3 separate regions of the Sus scrofa genome follow, and regions 1 and 2 are each linked to region 3. Evidence: chromatin contacts called from public HiChIP or PLAC-seq and promoter capture Hi-C data. All regions are on one chromosome and are shown on one strand. The core of a region is the stretch at or near the end of the contact, and the rest is flanking DNA. Distances in the headings are between cores, read along the strand shown. Region 1 overlaps SUCLG2 (succinate--CoA ligase [GDP-forming] subunit beta, mitochondrial). Region 2 holds the start of SUCLG2 (succinate--CoA ligase [GDP-forming] subunit beta, mitochondrial). Region 3 overlaps SUCLG2 (succinate--CoA ligase [GDP-forming] subunit beta, mitochondrial).

What was found. Promoter capture Hi-C pulls out the DNA fragments that hold promoters and counts their contacts. HiChIP or PLAC-seq counts read pairs in DNA pulled down with a chosen protein or histone mark.
Region 1: a contact with region 3 is called in an H3K27ac HiChIP or PLAC-seq map of skeletal muscle. The contact joins two enhancer-like sites. A contact is called at or near these places in 2 of 47 Hi-C or Micro-C datasets (fetal heart ventricle and heart right ventricle) and 1 of 2 datasets of contacts at active chromatin or transcription factors (skeletal muscle).
Region 2: a contact with region 3 is called in a promoter capture Hi-C map of liver, with 4 times the contacts expected there. The contact joins the promoter of SUCLG2 here to the enhancer-like site in region 3. A contact is called at or near these places in 1 of 5 promoter capture datasets (liver), 7 of 47 Hi-C or Micro-C datasets (heart right ventricle, liver, psoas muscle and 1 more) and 1 of 2 datasets of contacts at active chromatin or transcription factors (skeletal muscle).

What each region holds. Positions count from the first base shown.
Region 1 is chr13:48,898,507-48,901,289 of Sscrofa11.1, reverse strand. The region is part of intron 9 of SUCLG2 (succinate--CoA ligase [GDP-forming] subunit beta, mitochondrial); the gene reads left to right. Among named protein-coding and RNA genes, the nearest start is that of SUCLG2, 190 kb to the left of the region's middle. Within about 2 kb of position 1,454, at least 3 of the 83 cell types and tissues checked have an H3K27ac peak or open chromatin away from gene starts, as enhancers often do. A contact at or near this core is called in skeletal muscle, where this site is marked.
Region 2 is chr13:49,089,091-49,092,129 of Sscrofa11.1, reverse strand. SUCLG2 (succinate--CoA ligase [GDP-forming] subunit beta, mitochondrial) reads left to right here and starts at 1,666. Exons shown (of 11, transcript XM_021070828.1): 1 at 1,666-1,820. The coding sequence starts at 1,737. LOC106505636 (a long non-coding RNA gene) reads right to left here and starts at 1,496. Exons shown (of 3, transcript XR_002338007.1): 1 at 1,361-1,496.
Region 3 is chr13:48,976,506-48,979,691 of Sscrofa11.1, reverse strand. The region is part of intron 2 of SUCLG2 (succinate--CoA ligase [GDP-forming] subunit beta, mitochondrial); the gene reads left to right. Among named protein-coding and RNA genes, the nearest start is that of SUCLG2, 110 kb to the left of the region's middle. Within about 2 kb of position 1,906, at least 20 of the 83 cell types and tissues checked have an H3K27ac peak or open chromatin away from gene starts, as enhancers often do. A contact at or near this core is called in liver and skeletal muscle, where this site is marked.

The DNA of each region.
Region 1 (2,783 bases), core at 205-2,704, 78 kb after region 3:
AAGAGACTGTGGCCAGTTCGGGGAGGACTTGTGGGCCAAATTGAGAACTTTAAATTGTATTCTAAATAAAATGGGAAGTCTCTCAAAGTCCTTAAGTACCAGAATGGTGGGGTCTGTGTCAGAGATGGAGATAAGCATTGTGGAAAGGAAAGAGAGGACAGGGGGAGACTAGTTAGCCTCTAGTTAGCATTGTTCTGGGCAACCCAAAATGATCTTTTGAATAGTTTTTGCTTTTTGAAAAATTACGCCTTTCAATTACTTCCTTTTTCTCCATGCCTTTAGGATCTTGAAAACATGGTGGGTAATCTACTTATATTTAGGGAAAAAGCTGCAGGCTCCCTGCTTTCCCCCTGCCCCCAATCATGTATTGCAGGCCATCTTTCTGTCAAGCTTAGCTTCCAATTCATCCTGGTGGATCTCACTCATCACTTAACCTGTTGCTCTACTCTGTCCCCCTTTGGTTTTTCACACCAGCTGGTGCAGGCAGCTTCATGTGTTCTTCTACAAACTTTTACTATCACATTGAAACCAGCTGAGATACTGGTCCACCCGTCTCATTTCTTTTTCAATATATTGCCTCAGAATTTACAGGCAGTACCACCCCTAGGGCAAACTGAAGCAGAACACTGGTTCATATACAGAGGCAACTTTTAGAGCAGAACAAGGAGTAGGATTTGACTAAATTTGATTAAGAAGAATAATTTCTACTGTTGTTCTTATGCTGTTCCCCACCCACAGTTCCTTTTTCTCCTTAGAAACTCAGTGTGTGCTAAAGATGGAAATACGTGTTTTGATTTAGGGGGCAAGGTGGCTAGACCTCTGCTCTGTCTCTGAGCAGTCTGGTATTCCTGGACCTAGTGAAATCTTTGACATTTGACACTGGCTTTTATTCTGTGCCTTTTGATTGTGTTTTCAGCAGCCACAGTGAGTGCAGAGTAAATCCTAGCCATGGTGCTTGAGATTTGGAACTATACCTCTTGGAATGGGGGATGTCCCCATTTCAGAGGGATGCCAACCGCAAAAGTGCTGTTCCCTGGAAGATTGTATGCACACACTGTAAAATTTCACTCCTGCAAGGACTTCTTACCTTCTTTCAGCTGTGAATTTTTCTTTTCTTTCAGCATATGGGGAGCTCTCACCAGCCAGGAGAAGTTGGTGCTTAGGCTTTAAGTAAAGTGCTGATTGCCCTGTCAAAGCTCTGAGGAACTGGGAACTTCCAAGATTGATTCGTGACAGAATAATTAAAAAAGTGTCACTTTCAGTAACCATTTGAGCACTCTCTCTAAAGGAATGGGCCCAGGCTAGGCCTCTGCTGTCCAGATCTGGAGGTTAAATGTTCAGGAAGACAAAACATAGTGTGTCACAAGAGAAAACTGCCTCAGATATGCAGGAAGGGATGGCCCTCCACCTTCTCAGCAATGACACCCAGTTGCCTGGGTGTTGGCAGATGTGTTTGCCTGGCCTACCGACATTGCTGCTATTTTAATCCTGCTTGAGATTATTTCTCTGTCAGTTGTTTGCCTTGGAGTGATGTGTGCAATCAGCTGGTGAGACAGCATTCTCTTTGACCTTTTCGTACTAATGACGCTTTCTTTCTCCTCATTTCAAGATGGCTTCTGGCCCTTGAGTCACCTCAGAGTCCCAAAGCCGGGGTCTTCTCCAGACAATCTCAGTCACTTGATCAGGACAATATTTTCCAGTCTTATGCTATCTCAAGTGTAGTGGGACACCAACATGTACTCAGGAAGGAGACAGGAAAAGCTAAGTTAATTGCTTCAAGAAAAGATAAAAAATTAATGTTTGTAACCTCATTTTATAGAGAAATGTAAGTTAGGGAAATTAAGCATTTATAACAAAATAGATAAAGGTAAAGGAAAACATCTCTTACATCCTTTCTCAGAAACATTTTCCTTTTTAAAAAATAAATTTTGGAAATAAAATAATTCGATGTGTACATCTGTATGTGTGTACAGATATTTCTAACACTTCCTGGATACCAGAGTTTCTTGGGGCAGATCTGAGAAATGCTGACATCGGCCATCATTACCCTGTCTCCCTTTAATAAGCATAGCAGCAGCAATGATAACAATGAGGAGTTTACATTGCTAGGAGTGTTCTGTGTGTGAGGCAGTGCACAAAATACTTGCTATGTGTTAAACTATTTCTATTTTAAAAATCAGGAAGTTTTCACTGGTGTGCTTTGGTATAAATAGGTTTAGAAAGAAGATTCTAATTACCTCACCCCTCAGTTGTCTTTAATGAAAGCCGTAAAAGAACAGAAGCCACAAGAGCATGCCCTCAAGCTTACCTCTTAGGACTTACTTTTTGTCATTGTTCACAACCCGGAGTTGATCCCCATTTTCTTCAGACTAAATTCTAAACTGTTGGGTCAGAGATTCAGAAACTTGTATTGCCAGGCAGACAACCTTACCTTCCACTGCTGGCCTGTCATAGACTGTATCATCTGGTCCAGGTACCTTTGTGCCAGAATACACTCCCTCTCCTTCCCAACTTTGCCTGCCTCAGTTATCACCATTGCCCTGCAAATCTCCCCCCATTGTGTGAACTGGAGGGCATCTGCCAAATTACCGGACCTCAACTAGGAGTCATGTTGTTCTTGCCACCCATCAGGCATTTGGCAACTTCTGGGGACATTGTACCAATAATTGGGGTGGGTGTGCTACTGACATCTAGTGGGAAGAGGCCCGGGGTGTTAGTAAACATCCTGCAGTACATGGGATGGTCCCCACAACAAAGGACTGGCCCAAAATGTCAGTAGTAAT
Region 2 (3,039 bases), core at 417-2,916, 110 kb before region 3:
CTTTCAAGTCTCTGCTGAAAGGAATGTGATAGTAGCCAACTCCCTTGCCATAGTACTGTCTAAATAAACAGCTTTGATTAATTCTACAGATGGTCAGCTTCCTTCTGCCAACATGTTCAAAGCTCTCACCAAGTTTAAACATTAGGGTGTGCAAACATTAATAAGCATCTTTGTTCCACCTTGGCTAGGTGGTTGACCTACTAGAAGTAATGATGGACAGGTGGGAACTAAGATTCACTCATGTCAAGAGGAGGGTGTGGTCAGTGCCCAGCTTTGGGGTCTGATCTTAAGCTGTGATCCTGGTCAAGTTGCATAATATTTCTGTGGAGCACTTCCCCTTCTGGTAAAAAGGGAATAAGAGCATCACCCCTTATAAGGTTCCTGTGAGAATTAAATGACCTATATTCAGAGGTACAGAGTACATGTAATAGGAATGAGCATAGGTTTAGCACTGAATACAAAGGAATCCATGAGTCTATATTGATACAAGGGAATACAAGAACAAATAATTATAGGAGATGGTGAAGCTCTTCTCAGAGTAGAATGTGAACTGAAAAATGTTGAAGGTAATGGAATTAGAAGTCATGATTTTGTAACCATCATAGTAATAACTGATTCAAGAAATAATCATCAACAGATGCTAAATCTAGCCAGTAAAATTATGATGAAGAATGGGCTATGAATCTACGTATCTGTATCTATCAAAAATGGGGAATGAAGCAAAATGTAAAGAAGTGGTAAAGAATGGCATTTTGGGATAATACTCTTGAAATTTTCTGTAGATTTGTCTTGTCAAAATAACAATTAAAAAAATTAGGTGGAAACTAGCAAAAATTGTCACCTAGTTCTGTTACATTTTACCTTTCTTCATGCTCATAGGCTCAAGAGTAAGGTAAGGTTAAATAAGTTCTGAAATGGCCCTTAATACTGTGGGGAGAAGAAAGTATGACCTTGAACCTCATTTTCACTCCTTATCAGATCCATGACCTTCCGTGTAAGTTAGGTAACCTCTCTGTGCCTAAATTTTCTCTTCTGCAAAAATGGGGATTTTACATTAGTGGCTACTGGGAACGTTGCTATGAGGACTAAATGAGTTCATATTTACAAACTGCCTGGCACATATTAAGCGACTGTGCTACAACTATTTTTTTTTTTAATTATATATACAGTGCTTAGTCACACAAATAAAACCTTGCTTTTATTCTGGTGATTACTGGTTTAAAATCCTTCCAGAGCTTGGCTTTAATCTTCGGTAAAAAATAAAAAATTCTTACTAAGGTGTAGAAGGTCTCCCCTCAAGTTGCAGCCCAACCCTAGAACAGCCTCTGGGACCCATGACTAGACCAGAGGCCTCCCTTACTTGGCATCAGCTCCGTGGGCCGGTCCTTAGAGCACTCACTGCAAAGACCAATACCAAGGCCTGTCGGTCCCCGGCGCAGTTTAAATCACACGACCCTAGGGCTCCGGATCTGTTTTTCCTCACCACGGTGACCTGAGGTAGCACAGTGAGAAGCCTAAGAGATCTCTGAAAGCTGAAACTGAACTTTGGCCGAGGTGGGCGGACCCAAGGCTCCAGAGGGTGCTCCCCCGCGGGGCGTACCGGGAGGACCAGGCCAGCCAGGGCGGAGGGGGCGGTGCGCCGACGGCTGGGACCCGCCCCATCTGGTCCCCTCCCCCTCCCCCTGCCGCCCTGCCCGCGACCCGTCCCGCTCCCCACGCCGGGTTTCCTGGTTAAGATGGCGGCCCCCGTGGCAGCTCAGGCCCGGAAACTTCTGAGAGACCTGGCGTTCCGGCCCCCGCTCTTGGCGGCTAGGTCCCAGGTGAGCAGGTTCCTGGGCGGGAGCTTCGAGCACCCCAGCCGGGGCCTTACTGTCCCCCCTCCATCCCCCTCTTCCCGGCTTCGGGTGTGCGGCCACTGGGACGCGGGACCTGTGGAGGGGAGCCGCGGGGCTGCGCCCAGGGCGCATGAGGGACCCCAGCACCCCCGCCCGTGTGGGGTCCTAGGCCCAGCGGAATGATAACCCGGGCCACCCTAGTGTCTGAGCCTCTCAGCTTACGCTGACGTGAGCTTCTGGGGAAGGCGCCTGACCCTGTACCAGGTGCTAAAGGCAAGTTCAGGAAAAGTTTCTGGGACTGGGTTTTGGAGTCCTGAGGTTTTAGGATGTTGATAGAAAAAGAAAGAAAAAAAGGCAAACCTAAAAGTTGAGATAAACATTTTCTTTAGGCTCTGGGAGCAGCCTCTCGGCTCTGAGAGACTGTTCCCACGAGGTAAGGGAGAAGCCAGGATATATAGGAGTTTTTGCTGAAAACAAATAATTGAACTTCAGAGGATTACTGCAAATCACAAAAAACCAGATATCTCCTGTTAGTGACTTTAGTGGTTTTCTGTGTATGGAGAGGTGTGAGCCCTTAAGCTCATTGAAATTATTCCACTGATATGCATCTTAATAGTCTAGGGCCAGTATCCGATTTGTCTCCATCCTGAATTCCCTCAGGGCACAACGTCTGGGGCAGCTGCCGTAATTGCTGGCTAGATAGCAGGTAGTGAATGTTGTTTTCCTGAGCTGGTGAACCACATTTTTTGGTTCACAGTTACCTGCTTTGCCAGTTCTGCTTTTGAAACATCTCTCTTGAATACATTTGTTAGGCCACATGATGGATATTATGCCTAGCAGCCCACCCAGTGCTCCCTAGTATGAGTAACTTACCTCCCAGAGTGAGATTTCAGCAGGCTTCCTGCTTTTGCAGACTTCTGGGGTACCTGAGTTGGTAAAATTCAGGGATCAAGGAGAAGGATGGGAATCATCCAATCTCAATTCGGTGAAAAATCAGTATTGGCACTAAAATACATCAGAGCACTGGCCCTGTCCTCTTTCTCTTTGTTTGTAGCAAATAAAAACCCAGACACATGATGGAGATTCTAAAGTTTCCTGGAAAAAGAGGGTCATGTTCAGTGTAATGTCTGCCATGGGCTAGGGAGTAGGGAGGTACAACACAAAAGCAGGTGTAGGTGGAGCTATTCAGCAGGTATAACTATTA
Region 3 (3,186 bases), core at 657-3,156:
CAAATAATTAATTTAAAATCACAAGTGAGCTCTTCTTTGCAGCAGAGCCACCCTAGGTCTCCTAAACTCATCGATACAGGGAGTATTCCTCAGCCATAAGGCCATAACCAAAGAACTGTGGTGGACAAAACTATAATACTTGCAGGGCCTGAATGCCGGCCTGAATGCCAGACTGATTGCCAGAGCAGATTTATGTCAGTGCCCTTCAGGCCATGGTGAGGTTGGGGGACTGTCAGCTCTCAGCGGATGAGCTTCTGTCCTGGACAGCAAGATGACATTCACATTCCCCTCAGTTGGAATGGAAGTTATAACAGAAAATGCATGGGCTGGAGGTCATATCCCTTAACATGTCACTTATAAACTTTTGAACTCCAGTATTTTCTCTGTAAACTGGGGACAGTAATTTCTTAATGGTGAAATTATTGGAAGGATTGAAGATAATAGATGCAACAGGATATTATCTGCCACCTAACAGAGGCTCAAACAACAGTGCCATTTGTTAGAGGAAGATATGAAGCCTAATAAATTTATTTAGAGACTGTATGATGCTAGATCAGATGATATTAAGTCATAGGGTTTTGTTTGTTTGTTTGTTTGTTTGAAGTGAAAGCAAGTTTTCTTTTTTTTTGAGAGATACACACTCCATAGGCAGAGTGCAGATTATCTCAGAAAGTGAGAGCTGGTAGTTCACATTCTTTAGTCACCTGTTGTGTTTCCAGGCATTGTTCAAAGTTCTCACATGGATTACATTCTTGAATTTACCCAGTGACTCATTAGAGATTTACTGTCATCCTCTCCATTTTACAGAGGATAAAACCAAGATTTAGGAGGTTAGGTGACTTTCAAGATTTTACACAGCTAAGTAAAAGAGTTGAACCAGAATCTGAATCCAGGAACCCCAGTGCTAGAATAGACTGTAGTCCACACTCATGCATTCCTGTGTCATGGACACCCTTGTCTGTGGCAACAATGCCGCATGAGGAGGGGCCAGTGTCAAATGCCTTCGACTTTATAGAATTCCTCTCTGCCTTTTGCAGTCAGTCAGTTTAGACTGCTGAGGTTTTTTTTTGCTTGTTTTGTTTTGTTTTTTTTAACGTGCATAATAATAAAAAGAATTACTGAGAGGTACACTCATGGTGTAGGCTTTGTTTTATTGCAAAATGATCAGGTACAGTACATCACAAAAACATTTGGTTGTGTACACAGTGAAAGGGATCGTCCTTGAAGCTGTTAATCATTGAGAGCTACCTGTTGGGCATAGCCTTTCATTTGGCTCAAAATAAGAGGTTTTTGTTGTTGCAGTTATTGGGTCGTTACTTTTTCTTCATTTTACTTGACAGACCCTAGAATCCATGGTTAAGAATTTTGATCAGATTTGAAAGTGGATGGTTCACCTTCTCTCTGACCCCTGTCACCTCACTCCACTTCCAACGTCATTCACTCCTCCAGACATGAATGGGTGAGAGTAATAGAAGGTCATACTCGGATGGTGCTGTTGGAGCTTCAGCTCGGCTGGAGAATGTGCTCTGGAATTTACAAATGTGATCTTGGACAGGGGACCTTATTTCTTTGTGTTTCAGTGATATCTAGGAATAATGGCTTATACACAGGCCTGATATGAAGATTAAATGAGATGAGGTGAATAAAGTCCTTTGAAAAGTTCTTGGTAGACAGTCAGTGCCGAAAACATGGTGTCTTTGCAATGCATGACAACAACCTCAACCACCATAGTAACAATAATAGCAATGTCAGTAATGACACTAGAGAACAGAGAGCTATGTTTCCTAAGACTGATATACGAAATGCCAGCCAAGCTTGCTTCCCAGCTCATTTTCCCTCCCCTGTAGGCTGCCACAGAGCTGGAAGGGACGCAGCATCAGGGCTGGGGGAGGGTTGTGCTGTGCTGGTTCAAGCCTCAGCGTGCTAATGAGGTCTGAAGTTGAGCAACTCCAGATGGAGTCAAGTGATGTGCTTTCTGCCAGGAAATGTGAAAGACGGGCCAAGGCCATTCATTCCAGGCAACAGCCCTGGATATCAAAGGGAGATGGGCAAAAAGTAAGGAAACATTCAGGCCTTGGACCTAAACTAACTATCCAAACATAAATAAAACATGGCATGTATTTGTGGCAGAAAAATCCTGTCTGGGATCCAGAGATACTCAGTTTACTTACAAAAGCAATAGTCCATTTGGGAGGTGGCAAGGCAGTGCTAAATGTCTATAGATTTGGTCTTCTATTGAAGGTATCTATCTGGCCTTTTTAAACTTGATGTGAACTAGCACTTTCTCATCAACCACGACTGTATTTTATTGATCATTTTTGAATGATTAGAAAAAAAATAAGATTTAGATATCTTATTTATTCTTAATACTTGTAAAAGTCAGTAAGCCTAGATTTGAATTTACTATAAAATGTTTTTTGCCCAGTGGATAGCATATTCATCTTTATCATCATCTACTATCTATTTTAAAATTACAATGTAAATATAAGTAAGAATGTAAGCCAAGCATTGTGTTAAATACTTTATACATACTTTGTATATGACCCCTGCCCCCCATCAACTCCTAGCATTTAATACTTACAGCAACTCTCAAAGGTAAGCACTACTTTGATCAGCTTCATTTCATAGATGAGATAACTGAAGTTCTGTTATCCTCTGAACAGGGTCACTCAGCTGGCTAGTAAGGAGCAAAGCCTGAGTTCTGATCCACAACTGTCTGACCAGTCAGTGGCTTATGAACTTATCCATATACTTTGATCATGTCCAGTATGTTTTGTTTTTTGGGAGGGACTTATGAAGGATGGTAGATGTTATGTACTTAGGAGACATTTTAATTTTTTTTTGTACATACATATGAAGGGCTGAATGGCACCCCAAGAGGGCATGTTACCCTTGGATGCCCCCTTTAAGGAAACTGGTTACTTGAGGTACACAGACTTGTTCTGAATCTCACAGGGATAAATGTTCATGTTTCTTGCCAGGATCAGATGCAGCTAAGTCTGCCAAGTACAGTGTGTGCCCCCAGGCCCAAGGAATGCCACAGGCTAGCTTTGAACTGGAAGATTAGCTGCTACATTGAGAAGTGGCAGTGTTTTGCCTGTCCTCCATTCTGAGTCACAGCTCCCATGAAATGAGGAAGTGGTGCTAAGGCCAGTAGAGCAGAATGGCAATGTTCTGTGTATATCT